2 separate regions of the Macaca mulatta genome follow, and region 1 is linked to region 2. Evidence: chromatin contacts called from public Hi-C data. All regions are on one chromosome and are shown on one strand. The core of a region is the stretch at or near the end of the contact, and the rest is flanking DNA. Distances in the headings are between cores, read along the strand shown. Region 1 holds the start of QTRT1 (queuine tRNA-ribosyltransferase catalytic subunit 1). Region 2 holds the start of ILF3 (interleukin enhancer binding factor 3).

The links. Hi-C and Micro-C count contacts between places; a contact is called where the count stands out from the background.
Region 1: a Hi-C map of liver shows a contact between it and region 2, with 1.9 times the contacts expected there. The contact joins the promoter of QTRT1 here to the promoter of ILF3 in region 2. A contact is called at or near these places in 4 of 14 Hi-C or Micro-C datasets (cortical neurons, fetal cortex germinal zone, fibroblasts and 1 more).

Annotation. Positions count from the first base shown.
Region 1 is chr19:11,436,747-11,440,067 of T2T-MMU8v2.0, reverse strand. QTRT1 (queuine tRNA-ribosyltransferase catalytic subunit 1) reads right to left here and starts at 1,884. Exons shown (of 10, transcript XM_028839809.2): 1 at 1,623-1,884; 2 at 1,315-1,383; 3 at 1,078-1,216. The coding sequence starts at 1,865.
Region 2 is chr19:11,383,688-11,386,852 of T2T-MMU8v2.0, reverse strand. It overlaps ILF3 (interleukin enhancer binding factor 3), which reads right to left and starts at 1,715. Exons shown (of 21, transcript XR_013408884.1): 1 at 1,507-1,715; 2 at 408-644. It overlaps LOC144336661 (a long non-coding RNA gene), which reads left to right. Exons shown (of 2, transcript XR_013408919.1): 1 at 1-1,171; 2 at 1,234-1,690.

The DNA of each region.
Region 1 (3,321 bases), core at 635-3,134, 53 kb before region 2:
GCTCACGCCTGTAATCCCAGCACTTTGGGAGGCCGAGGCAGGTGGATCACCTGAACTCAGGAGTTCGAGACTAGCCTGACCAACATGGAGAAACCCCATCTCTACTAAAAATACAAAATTAGCCGAGCGTTGTGGCGCACGCCTGTAATCCCAGCTATTTGGGAGGCTGAGTCAGGAGAATCGCTTGAACCTGGGAGGCAGAGGTTGCAGTGAGCCGAGATCGCACCACTGTACTCCAGCCTGGGCAACAAGAGCGAAACTCCTCCTCAAAAAAAAAAAAAAAGGAAGGATATTGAGGATATGGGAGGAGCCTAATGCCTCCCCAATCCTCTTGTTGCCACCATTATTTCAACAGGTATTTGTACAATTAATTTGTTTTTTTTTGTTGTTTTTTTTTTTGAGACAGAGTCTCACTCTGTCGCCTAGGCTGGAGTGCAGTGGCGGGATCTCGGCTCACTGCAAGCTCCGCCTCCCGGGTTCACGCCATTCTCCTGCCTCAGCCTCCCGAGTAGCTGGGACTACAGGCGCCCACAAGCGCGCCCGGCTAATTTTTTGTATTTTTAGTAGAGACGGGGTTTCACCGTGGTCTCGATCTCCTGACCTTGTGATCCGCCCGCCTCGGCCTCCCAAAGTGCTGGGATTACAGGCGTGAGCCACCGCGCCCGGCCAATTTGTTTTTTAAATTTATTTTTTTGGTAGAGACAGGGTCTCCCTGTATTGCCCAAGCTGGTCTCCAACTCCCGGCCTCAAGTGATCTTCCCACCTCAGTTTCCCAAATTGCTGGGATTACAGGCATGAGCTTCTACATCCAGTCTTAATTTGCTGAGAGAAAAATTGCAATAATAATACTTAAGCTACTACATGGCTGGCATGGAGATTTACGACATCATCTCATATGTACTTGTCAACAATTCTACCAAAGACCTGCTACTATTTACCCCCGCTTTGAGTTGGTTCAACTGAAGCTCTGCGAGGAGTGACCTGCTCAAAGCCACACAACACCTAAAGAACAGGCCCTGTGTCACCTTCACCCCCTGACAGACAGGGTAAGGGGGCGGCTCCCCAGGGTCCTCTCACCCAGCGCGTTCTGGATCTGCACGGATTTCTCCGGGCTCAGCAGGGTCTCACTGCCGTCGTAGGGAGAGCGGAAGCGGACGCCCTCCTCCGTCACCTCGGACAGAGACACCAGTGACACCATCTGGAAACCGCCGCTGTCCTAAGGGAAACCCCACCGCAAGGCTGTCAGGGGGTGGAGATGGGGGACCCCTCACTCCAGAGAAGCGCCCTAGGACGCCGGCTCTCTCCTCAGCTCACCGTTAGCAGATTATGTGGCCAATTCATGAAGCCGTGGAGACCGTTGGCTTTCTGGATCAGTTCGGGTCCCTGGGTTGATAGAAGAAAGTGTCAGGTTAGGGATGACAGCGTCCCTGGGGGCCCTTCTTGAGAGACAGAGCTGGCCAGCTTTAGTCCCCGCTGCTCTTTCACGCCCAGCACAAGGCCTGGTCATGGGGGGGCGCTCAATACGGCTGGTCGATTGACTTTGGGAGGAGTGTCCGGGCCTGGAGGACGCTCCATGGCTCCCCACGCCTCGCCGCCTCCCCGCGCGGGCAGAGCCCACCCACCGGCCTTAGACCCAGATGGTAGGTATTGCCCAGGCAGATGCGGCAACCCAGAGCGTCCAGCTGCTCTGTCGTGATGCCCTTCATGGTGGCCTGCGTGCCCACTGGCATGAACACAGGAGTTGCCACTGTCCCATGAGGCAGCCGCAGCTCGCCTGCCCGGGCCCTGGAGCGGCTGCATTCGGCCACCAGCCGCATGATCCGTGGGGCCGACTCCAGGGAAGCCTGGGTGGCTACTCCCGCCATCTTGACTGTCGGGACCACGTGGGCCATACCACACAGTGGGCGGCGCCATGTTGGCTGCTGTCACGTGACAGCGCGACCCCGTTCTGGAGCCCGGGAAAGCGTCGGGGGACCATGGCAACGGATTTGAACCCCTGGTCCTGGCTGGGCGCCCACTTAATTCCTACCCGCAACACGCTAAAGCGAAGAATCAAAATTGCGCTGGGAACGAATCTCATCCCTAGCACTTTCGAGCTACAATCAGAGAATCTCTTAGCCATAATTTTCTCTTGCATAAAATGTGGCGAATTACAGCATCTCGGCATAAAGACGTTTTAAGGATTGAATAAAGATGATGTATAGATCTTTACACAGTGCTTGGCCCAGGCTGCAGTGAGTTATTGGTGGCGCTTTTGTTGCATCTTGTTCATTGCTTTGTACCAAGAGATTAGTACAGGACCGGCCGGGCGCGGTGGCTCAAGCCTGCAATCCCAGCACTTTGGGAGGCCGAGACGGGTGGATCACGAGGTCAGGAGATCGAGACCATCCTGGCTAACACGGTGAAACCCCGTCTCTACTAAGAAATACAAAAAAAAAAAAACTAGCCGGGCGAGGTGGCGGGCGCCTGTAGTCCCAGCTACTTGGGAGGCTGAGGCCGGAGAATGGCGTGAACCCGGGAGGCGGAGCTTGCAGTGAGCTGAGATCCGGCCACTGCACTCCAGCCTGGGCTACAGAGTGAGACTCCGTCTCAAAAAAAAAAAAAAAAAAAAAAAAAGAGATTACTACAGGACCTAGCACATATTAAGGGTTCAGTTAGCATTAGTTTATTCAATAAAAGAAGGAGGCTGGGTGCAGTGGCTCACGCCTGTAATCCCATCAATTTGGGAGGCCAAGGCGGTAAATCAGTTGAGCCCAGAGGTTCGGGACCAGCCTGGGCAAAATAATGAGACTTCGTCTCTACCAACGAAACAAACAAAAAATTTAGCCCGGCACGCTGGCGCCCTCTGTAGTCTGAGCTACTTGGGAGGCTGAAGCAAAAAGATCACTTGAACCCAGGAGACAGATGAGGCCGTGAGCTGTGATCATGCCAGTGCACTACAGCCTGGGCGACACAGTGAGACCTCCTCTCAAAAAATATAAAAATTAAATAAGGAATCCCAGATTTATAGAAGAGGCTAAGGCTCAGAACCTGGCCACAATTATTCTTTCATTCATTCAGTGTATACCTATATATACATACCCGACTAGCGCCAGACTCTATGCAGCAAGGGGAGGAAGGGTCGCAGATTTATTGAGTGGTGGTTGTGTTCCATTTATAATAATAATAAATAAAGCCGGGCACAGTGGTTTTCTCCAATAATCCCAGCATTTTGGGAGGCTGAGGAGGGTGGGTCATTTAAGGCAAGGAGTTTGAGACCAGCCTGGGAAACATAAGAGACCCCTTCTCTACAAAAGTAACAAAATACTAGACCAGAGTAGT
Region 2 (3,165 bases), core at 466-2,965:
CATTCACAAATCCCAGAGACCACGAGCCACTCACATAGGCAAGGGACCCCGGCACCACAGAACAGGGAGAGGAGCACCTGCAAGTGTCCTGCGGCCTCCCCCTGCTTTCCAGCTGTGAATGAGGCCCTGGTTCCCATACTTAATTCACAGTCTGGGCGGCTGCTGTAACTACATCCCACGAGACCACACACAAAGCATCAAGCACAAGGCATAGTGGCAGCACTTTGAGCAATCCATGGAGATTCCCAACCACAAATACCTGAGGAAAAGAGAGCTTAAAAAGTCCTAAATTTCAACCCTAACTTCGGATGGCACCTCGCGATTCCATGTGGACCACAAATATGCCATCACACCGCTCATTTTAAAGTGAGCAAAATCTTGAAAGAGATTCAGCATCATTGAATTACCGGAGTCCAGAAAAGGATGCCACTGAAACTGATGCTTCGTTGCTGATCCATGTCACCTAAGCAGCAACTGGCAATCAATGTTGGATATATGAAGAAGAGATCCCTTACTCTCCTCAAATTTGGTCACGGAACTGGGGGAGAGCATGCAGACCGCCGTACACCCCAAATAATTCATCCAGGCGGTAGATTAACTGGGGCAGAACCTCCTGCGTAACCTCGAGAATCTCAATCGCTCAACTACGAGGAAAAATAAAGGTAGAAAGGGGTTTTAAGCATCCACGTTTCAGGGCCCAAGCTTGCACCCTAACAGACTGCCGTTCTAGGGAAGGCAAATACGATCTGGAAAAACATTCAAAAACGAAAACAAATGAACTAAAGAAAAAGAAAGCTGAAACCCTTCCAAATTTGGACCCTGATCTGAGAGAGACCTGGCTGACTAGAGATTTGGAAACCCGACGAACCCACAAAGGCTTCCTCTGCAGTCCGCGTGGGAAGGGGCTTCCAAGGAGGGGTCCGCCTCTCCGCGCCCCGTGAGGACAAAGGAGGCAACGTTTCCCGCCTCAGGAACCTGGGACTCTCCTGGAACCGGGGGCGGGACTGGGACAAAGAGGTGGAGGGAATAGGAAAGAAGGAGTGAGGAAGGGGGGTCGCCCCGCCGCGAAGCTCGGGACCCGAGGGGGTGTGTGCTCCAGGCACGTGCACGCGTCCCCAGGAGGCCGCAACAGACAAAGCCCGGCCCCGGGGAGGCGGCGGCCGGGGGCCCGGTGCGCGCGCACCCCCCGCGCGTGGCGCCGCCGCCGGCCGAGGGGCCGCGTGTGGGGGGGAGCGGCTGCGCGCGCACCGAGTCCTCGCCGCCGCCGTCGCCGCCATTTTGTTTCCTCCGCACAATGGAGGAGAGTTAACGGCCGAGCGCGGGAGCGAGGCCGGCAAGGGAGATACCGGTCAGCCGCCGGGATGAGGGGACCGGGCGGAGGCGGCGAGCGCGGGACCCCTCCAGCCTTGTCTCCGCGAACCCTCGGTGGGGACCTCGGTGAGGAAGGCGGGCGGGGGGAGGGGCAGAGGCGGGAGCGGGCCCGGCCGCCGCCACATTGACGCTTACCTTGTCGGCGTCCCCTTCTTCGACCGCAGCCGCCGCCGCCGCCCTCCTGCCACAGCCCGCCGGGGTCTCCCCCAAAAAGCCACGCGGTGCGCGCCGGCTGCTGGGTCCAACTGCAATGGCGAGAAGAGGAGGAGGAGGAGTCCGGACCGGGGGCGAGCGGGCGGGCGGGCAGGCGCGCGCCGGGGAGGTGCGGGAACACGTGATCAGCTGAAGCCCCGCCCCCTTTGACGCCGCGTTGCGCCTCGACGCAGGCCCAACACAAATGGGAGGGAGGAGCGAAAAGAGGGGGGTCTTGGGGCGGGCGTGCGTTATCACGTGGGACAAGCCTGGGTGTTTGCGTGCATAGTCACGTGACTTCGGCACCTTTCCCTCCGCTTTCGATAGGTTACTCTATCATGTGACAATGGCGAATTTCGCAGTTTCCTTCGCCATCTGACAAGAACTTTTGGCGCCTTCCCTTTGCCGTATTGGGAGTCCTCTATCACGTGACGAGGTCACGCTCTGGTTTTTGCTAAGGCGGTTTTTGAGCTGCCATTACCACGTGATGCAAGGCAAGCGTGAGAGGCGGAGCCTCCCCACGGCTGCGGCATTTCGCGCCTGCGCGTCCGCCATCTTACGCCCGTTGCCCTGAGTACGTTAGCGGAAATGGCTCTGAGAGGCTTTGACGCATGTGTACCTTAGTGGCGGTATGTTGGCCGGAGACTTTCGTGCTACAGTAGAGGTGGCTATGCTTCCCGCATCTCTCTTGAGAGGCACAGAAGGTCAGAGATGCGTGCGAAGAACGGCCAGGTCCAGCGTCTCCTCGTTTCTGTCCCTTCATCCAGGGACCGGCGCCAATGAGCGCGCGCGTTCTTTCGTCCCACGGACCTGCCTTGGTGTAGCCTCCCCGGGCCGTAGCTTCCGAAGGCTACAGCCGACCTGGTCGGGATTCTCCAGCCCGCTTTCCCCTTTCCCGATTGACAGATGGAGAAACTGAGGCCCAGGCCAAAAAATATCACACTAGAGGGCTCACGGCCAGTTCCTGGGAAAGTTGGGGCTGGGACTCTACATACGCTCGGCCAGCAACAGCGCGGAGCTCCGAAGTAAAGGCGCCCGTGACCGAGTGCCTTGTCCTTAAAACCGTGGTGTCCTTGAATGCTCCCAGGCGCCTTATGAGGTCCCCGATGTGCAGTCTGTGCTTAAACTAAACCCCACGCTCTGCCAGGGTCGGGTTGGCCATCCGCAGGCGTAGTTGCTAGGGAGGTTTGACAGATGCCCGCCTGTTGATTAAAATGTTCCCAGGATTTGGAGCAAGAAGAGCAAGGAAGGCCGGGCGCGGCGGCTCAAGCCTGTAATCCCAGCACTTTGGGAGGCGGAGGCAGGCGGATCACGACGTCAGGAGATCAAGACCGTCCTGGCTAACACGGTGAAACCCTGTCTCTACTGAAAACACAAAAAAATTAGCCGGGCGTGGTGGCGGGCGCCATTAGTCCGAGCTACCCGGGAGGCTGAGGCAGCAGAATGGCGTGAACCCGGGACGCGGAGCTTGCAGTGAGTGCACTCCAGCCTGGGCAACAGAGCGAGACTCTGTCTCAAAAAAACAAAAGAGAAGAGCAAGGAGGTGTTGAAAGTGGGTTTCCAGCCGGGCGCGGTGGCTCAAGCCTGTAATCCCAGCACTTT